Regions from separate parts of the Mus musculus genome. Here region 1 is linked to region 2. The links are chromatin contacts, called in public Hi-C maps. All regions are on one chromosome and are shown on one strand. Each heading gives the region's core, a stretch centred on a gene start, on an enhancer-like site or on the middle of the called end of the contact. The rest is flanking DNA. Distances are from core to core; before and after follow the strand shown. Region 1 overlaps Skap1 (src family associated phosphoprotein 1). Region 2 holds the start of Abi3 (ABI gene family, member 3).

Evidence for each region. Hi-C and Micro-C count contacts between places; a contact is called where the count stands out from the background.
Region 1: a Hi-C map of pre-B cells shows a contact between it and region 2, with 6 times the contacts expected there. The contact joins the enhancer-like site here to the promoter of Abi3 in region 2. A contact is called at or near these places in 2 of 39 promoter capture datasets (both in the C10 cell line), 2 of 484 Hi-C or Micro-C datasets (the C10 cell line and pre-B cells) and 1 of 115 datasets of contacts at active chromatin or transcription factors (embryonic forebrain).

The regions. Positions count from the first base shown.
Region 1 is chr11:96,641,012-96,644,254 of GRCm38.p6, reverse strand. The region is part of intron 4 of Skap1 (src family associated phosphoprotein 1); the gene reads right to left. Among named protein-coding and RNA genes, the nearest start is that of Gm38960, 100 kb to the right of the region's middle. Within about 2 kb of position 1,609, at least 46 of the 459 cell types and tissues checked have an H3K27ac peak or open chromatin away from gene starts, as enhancers often do. A contact at or near this core is called in pre-B cells, where this site is marked.
Region 2 is chr11:95,840,850-95,843,793 of GRCm38.p6, reverse strand. It overlaps Abi3 (ABI gene family, member 3), which reads left to right and starts at 1,355. Exons shown (of 8, transcript NM_025659.4): 1 at 1,355-1,773. The coding sequence starts at 1,648. It overlaps Gngt2 (guanine nucleotide binding protein (G protein), gamma transducing activity polypeptide 2), which reads right to left and starts at 1,126. Exons shown (of 4, transcript NM_001038664.2): 1 at 999-1,126.

The DNA.
Region 1 (3,243 bases), core at 360-2,859, 800 kb before region 2:
AAATCAAGGCTCAGCTCTTGCATTACGGTATTTGTGTTCTCACAAGGCTCTTAGTGCAGTGTCGGTATTAAGAGCATGGAGGGGACATGACCACCCAAGAGTCCCACTTTGAGAATTGCCTCTACCTGAGCGCTACTGCAAAGTGTAGCTGGTCGTACACTGTAACCTCCCAGTCGTCAGGTAGTCAGTTACAGAGCTGAAACTCATTCATACAACTCAACTGCAGTGTCTTCCATTTAAAAATATTACTGTGGAGTTCGCTGGAGGTGCCCAGGCCACCTTGTTCTCTCACCTTCCAACCTCTCCCTGCTCCCAGTGAAAATGAAGATAGGATCTTAGAGCTTACTCTGTACACACAGAAGTCCACCTGCCTCTGATTCTCTAGTGCTGAGATTAAAGTCGTGCGCCACCACTGCCTGGCTGAAGATAGGATCTAAAGGACACACGTAAGCTCAGTAGGGGGTGATTTAACTTCAAACAAAAAGTTTCCCCTTCTATTCTGTAAATCAGACAAACTCATGAATCTCTCTCTCTCTCTCTCTCTCGTGTGTGTGTGTGTGTGTGTGTGAGAGAGAGAGAGAGAGAGAGAGAGAATGAAATTTAGCAAACACCATGTTTTAGACATGGGATCTTTAAAAGGAAAGAAATCCTGGTTTTGCAACAGGGGAAAGAAATCACATTGAACTGATTCATCGATACCCACTCAAATAATGCCACTGGAGCTAAAGACTTTGATTTACACGTACTGTGTTGATTATTTGAGCAATTTAATATAAAATTTCATCTGTACTAATGGGCCTAGGGGAAGCACAAATAAAACCAAAGAAAGATAGTCATTCTGCAGTAAACTGGAAGTCTGATTAATATACAGAAAACACAGGTTTCAGCGGCGAGTGAGCAGTTGAGTAATAAGACAACTCCTACATTTTGGGCACTTCCACAAATGAATTGCCATCTCTAGACACTCCTAACCTGGATGGCTATAAGGAAGGGGTTAATCTTGCTTATATTACGTTTATAAGAGTTTTGATCTGAGCAGATACTGCCTCTGTTGGCTTCAAGGGTTTCTTTCTGTAGAAGAAAAAAGTTGAGAGGCAGGAAAGTATGAAAGGTAAATGAAAGTTAAGAAGCAAGGAATTAACTATATGAAAGTTATTCTTTCTCCCCACCGGCCAAGAAGTCAAGCCAGCGTCACTCTAGTTAAAACAGGGTTTGGTAATGCTTAGCCTAACCGCCCCACAGCGGCCAGCATTAATATGGCCGTGCTCTCATGGTAGTTAGCAGTCAAAGAGGCAGCAGGATGCGGGTGGCTTTCCTGGATCCACACAGTCAGCTCCAAGGAAGCCTTTCTCCAGCTTGAGTCACAAACCATCAAAACTGCCCCATCCCCACATTCCAGAAACAAAGTCTTTCCTTCCTCATCACCCCCTAAACAAAGGGGACAACAGCGCGTGTTGGGTGGGAACATCTTGAAATAAGCTATCACTGCCCAAATGGAAGGAAGTCACAAGGGGAGGCTGACGCCATAAAGGCAGGTCTATCCTATTGAAACCAGCAGATGGGGTCATAAACACTTCCTTCTCCTGCTAACAGCCACCAGTCAGCTTCATCTTTAGCTGCAGCTTCCTGTCAGGTCATAAATACCTCTCACTCAAGCCCCTGCTCACAGCTGGGCCTGGCCAGGCAAGTAGACTTCCTGTTAAAGCCAACAGAAGTGGATGGGAAGAAAGGAAGCTGGTGCGGATGGCAGTTGTATGTATTAAAGGAAGCTTGGGAACCCAAACGCTTAGCAACGGCCAGGAAGATGCACTTAGAGGAAGATGTGACCCCAGAGAACATGGGTCAGGGGGTTTGTTTAAGATTACACGTGCGCACACAGTAAAAGAGCTGAAGAGCATTGTGGGCTTGAAGAGCAGTGATTCTCAACCTGTGGGTCGTGACCCCCTTGGGAGGGGTGTCACATATTGGATATCCTGCATATCAGATGTTTACGGTGTGATTCATAACAGTAGAAAAATTACAGTTATGAAGTAGCAATGGAAATAGTTTTACAGTTGAGGGGGGGGTCACCACAACACGAGGCACTGTATTAAAGGGTCGCAGCCGCAGGAAGGCTGAGAACCGCTGGCTGCCGTAGAGCTTCCCTAGAGGCTACGAGGAGTCCCCTCATTTGTCTTTGATTCTGGATCCCTGAGCACATATAGGAAGAATGTAAGCACAGTTTTGGAATAAAGCCCTTTGTTTATGCCAGAGCTGGAGAAAGAGTGTAGCCTTCACTTTCTGAATTTGGGCACAGATGGAGGTGTGACCCTTTGACTCGGTCCTTCTTGGAGACAGTTTCATTCTTGTGGAAGCACCTGCCCGAGGGATGATTGGCAGCTCTGAGAGTCTCACAGGATACAACGAGAGAAGACAGTTCCCCAGTTGGCTACAGTAACTGTCCTTCTTGAATTTCAGAGATATTTACCATTTCCCAAAAGTAATTTAAGTGTTCATAAAGCTTATCCTACACTCTGATTTTTAAATTTTGATCCTATTTTCACATTTGTCTATTATTTATTTACTTATGGGGTAGCTGTTCTCCCCTCCCACGTGAGTTTCCAGGATCAAAAAATCAGGTTTCTGGGCAGGTGCTTTGCCCACTGGGCCACTTTGCTGGCCCTTGTTTCATCAGTTTTGAGACAGGCTCTTGTTATGTGGTCCATAGATCAGGCTAGCCCAGAACTTACTATGCAGCTTAGACTGACACATGAGGACCCTCCTGTTTCCATTTCCAAAGCAAGCGTTAGAACTACAAGCATACAGTGTCATGTCCAGCTTCTTTATTTTAATTTTCTTCAGCCCTTGTACTTGCTAGGCAGGCATTCTACCACTGAGCTAAAGACCCAGCTTTAAATTATTTTCTAAAAGCAGCACACACTTTTTATTCTTTTTTTTTTCCAAGGTTTCTCTATGTAGCCCTGGCTGTCCTGGAACCCACTCTGTAGACCAGGCTGGCCTCGAACTCAGAAATCCGCCTGCCTCTGCCTCCCGAGTGCCGGGATTAAAGGCGTGCGCCACCACTGCCTGGCTCAGCACTTTTATAAATACAATTTTATGGAGACAGTGTCTTGCTATGTAGCCCAGGCTGCCCCCTCACTCAAGATCTTCCTGCCCCGGCAGCCTGAGAGCTAAGATTGCAGGTGTCTTTGCTTTGCTATGCCTGGCTCTATGAACACACTCCCACAAAGCAGTTATTACTTA
Region 2 (2,944 bases), core at 106-2,605:
GTTGGCAAAGCCAAATCTCTGCTGCCTAAGCTGATCATGAGCTCAGGGTGCTAAGTCCTGATTCTAGCTGAGCCTCCCAGTCAGTCCTCCGCTCATCCACAGCAGACACTAACGTTCTAAAACAGGCCATCTCCATTGTGGGCCCCCGGAGCAAACTCCATCAGCCTCTCTCCTTTAGTGACCACACCCCTTCTCCCCGCCCCACAGCTTCCCTCTAGCCTACTGCCCCACTAGCCTGTCTCTCTCCATCACAAAGCCTGCTCCAAGCCTGCTCCTCCCCATGCCAACAGCTCCTAGCTTTCTCCCTCCTGAAGCCCCCTGTGCTTTCCATTAGTGGGTTCCATAATTTCACTGCACAAGGGTCTTCAGGCTCACTCTGCATTCACTCCATAAAGACACACCCTCAGTTCCAATGCTCAACAGTTAGTATCCAGTGGCCGTGTCCACCCTAATGCCATGTCTTTTGCTTCTTGGCCTCCGTGTCCTCCCTGGAGTGTGGAACTCCCTTCTCTTCAGTCCCCGACACTCCCCTTACAGCCTGCTCCTTCCCTTCGCCTCTCCCAGGACCACCTGACACCACTATGACATTTAGCAGAGCTCTGGCTGACATTTGTCCAATAGCAAGGGACATTCTTGAGGAAATGTTAAGGAACCAGTGTGGTTAGAGAGGTTCCTCTTCTGCCAGGAGGATGACAGACTGGGAGGGGGAGGGGCTCTGTAAAGCCATCCCAGATGCAGAATCAAATCCCCCCCACTCACATCTGGGACCTCCTTGAACTCAAGCTTAAGACAGAACCATTGGACTTTCCAACTCCTGGTTAACGCACTCAGCGCTCTGTTCACCAGCGCTGCCTCCAGCCCACACATCCATCTGGACCAGTGTTGTCTCACATCCAAGGCCTTCCTGTTGCTGATCCGAGTCCCTGTACTAGTTATTTGGTCAATTTCACCTTCTCCTACCATCATTAGGCACAAATACTGGTCACAGGACTTCCTACCTGACCCTTCACAGGCTTGCCCACAGTTATTCAGCAACTCTAGCTGTGTCTTCCTGGTGTCTAACCCTGATTCTTCTTGCTGCTGCGGGAGCTGTTTACCACTGGAGCTGTACTGCCAGCCCAGCCCCACCCCCCCCCCCCCAGTATGACTTATCTCCATATCCTATCCACCCTCCACTCCCCAATCCCGTGGTGACTCATCCCAAGCTTCCCAAGGAAGCCCCCACCCTCTGCCCTTTCCTCCCCTCTTCCATGAGTGGAAAATCCACCCCCATAGCAGGCCAGCCCCTTCCTCCTGTCTCTACTACCCCATCCCCCCATCAACTAGCTTCCTCTCCAGGACCAGGGAGCAATCACAGATGCCCCGACCTTGGCTTCCTTTGCTTGGTGAGATTGAGAGACCGAGCCCCCAACAGGCCCCTGGTTTCCCCCTTCTCCTGAGCAGGGTACAGAGAGGCCCAGGCCCAGGGCCCAGGGTCTGACTTCCTCTTGTCCCGGAATGAGCATGCCTACCCCTTTACAGGCAGGTTTGAGTCTCTCACGCAGAGGAAACCAAAAGCAGAGGGAGGGAAGGCAGAGCGGCCAATCAGGGGCAGGGTGAGGCTCAAAACCCAGCAGGCTCCCCAGGGAACCCCACCGAGGCCAAGCCATGGCGGAGCTGCAGCAGTTACAGCAGCTGCAGGAGTTTGATATCCCCACGGGCCGGGAGGCTCTGCGGGGCAACCACAGCGCCCTGCTACGGGTGGCCAACTACTGCGAGGATAACTACTTGCAGGTAAGTGGAGATGGCTCAGGTCAGGATACACCTCACAGGGACCTGCAGCATAGTCCCTCTGGTAGGGTCATCTGACAGGTATCTGTTCCTGCCTTGGCTGAGCAATCTTCAGGCTTCAACGCAATCCCCAAGCTTCCTAAAAGCCATAGCCCTTGTTCTCGGGCCATAGCCTCAGAGGTAGAGGGTATGTGTATAACGCTGTATCTATAATCGATTCTCACACCTTACCTCTCACAGGTGCCGGGACTGTCTTTAAGCTGGCTCTAGGGGAACCAGAACACTTCCCACTCACGGGAAAGGGGTTTGTCCCTTGATGTTTGAGGGGGAACAGAGGAGAGTCGGAGCAGACCCTGAGGAAAGAACGCGGTGTGGTGCAGAGGCAGGGGACTCCCAGTCTGGCTGCTGGGAAATGAGAGGCACTGTAGAGCAGCCGCAGACCTTTCCACAATGTGTGGATTTTGAGACAGCGTCTCACTGTGTGGCCTCCGCTGCCTTAGAGTTCACTGTAGTCCAGGCTGACCTTGAGTTCACTGTTGCCCAGGCTGCCCTTGAGTTCATTGTAGCCCAGGCTGGCCTCAGATTTACAATCCTCCTGTCTCAGCCTTCCCTCAGTGCTGGGACTACAGGCTCCCACCACCTCACCTGGCCATTGTTTGTGTCAAGTCGTTTTGTTTCAGTTTCTAAGGCATTGGGAGGGGAGCCCAGGGCTGTCTGGGAAAACCTCTTCTGCTGAGCTAAGCTCCACTCCACCCTGGAGTAGTCTTGCTCATATAACATTGACTCCTGGGGAAGGAAGATGGGCAGAGAGGACTTTATGATTGCCCACCCTCACAGCCACCATGTGAAACAAAGACTATAATTCCTGTAGATGAATGCGAAAACAGCAGTGTGTGTGTGTGTGTGTGTGTGTGTGTGTGTGTCACCCAGCTCTGGATAGCAGAGCCAAGCATGGCTTCCCTGCCTTCTCATCTGAGCCCCTTCCTCTCCATCCTTCTATCTGTCTGATATAGTGTATGGCGCTGGACAGTTTATCTGTACCCCTGGTCCTTGGTTTCCTCTGCTCTAAGAGTGACAGACCAAGTCTGCAACCTCTTACTGAGCAAAGCAAAGCAAAATCCTAGCCAGACTGTGAGACAGCACCAGGGGCCTCCTCCTGTAGCTGGGGAGAAAA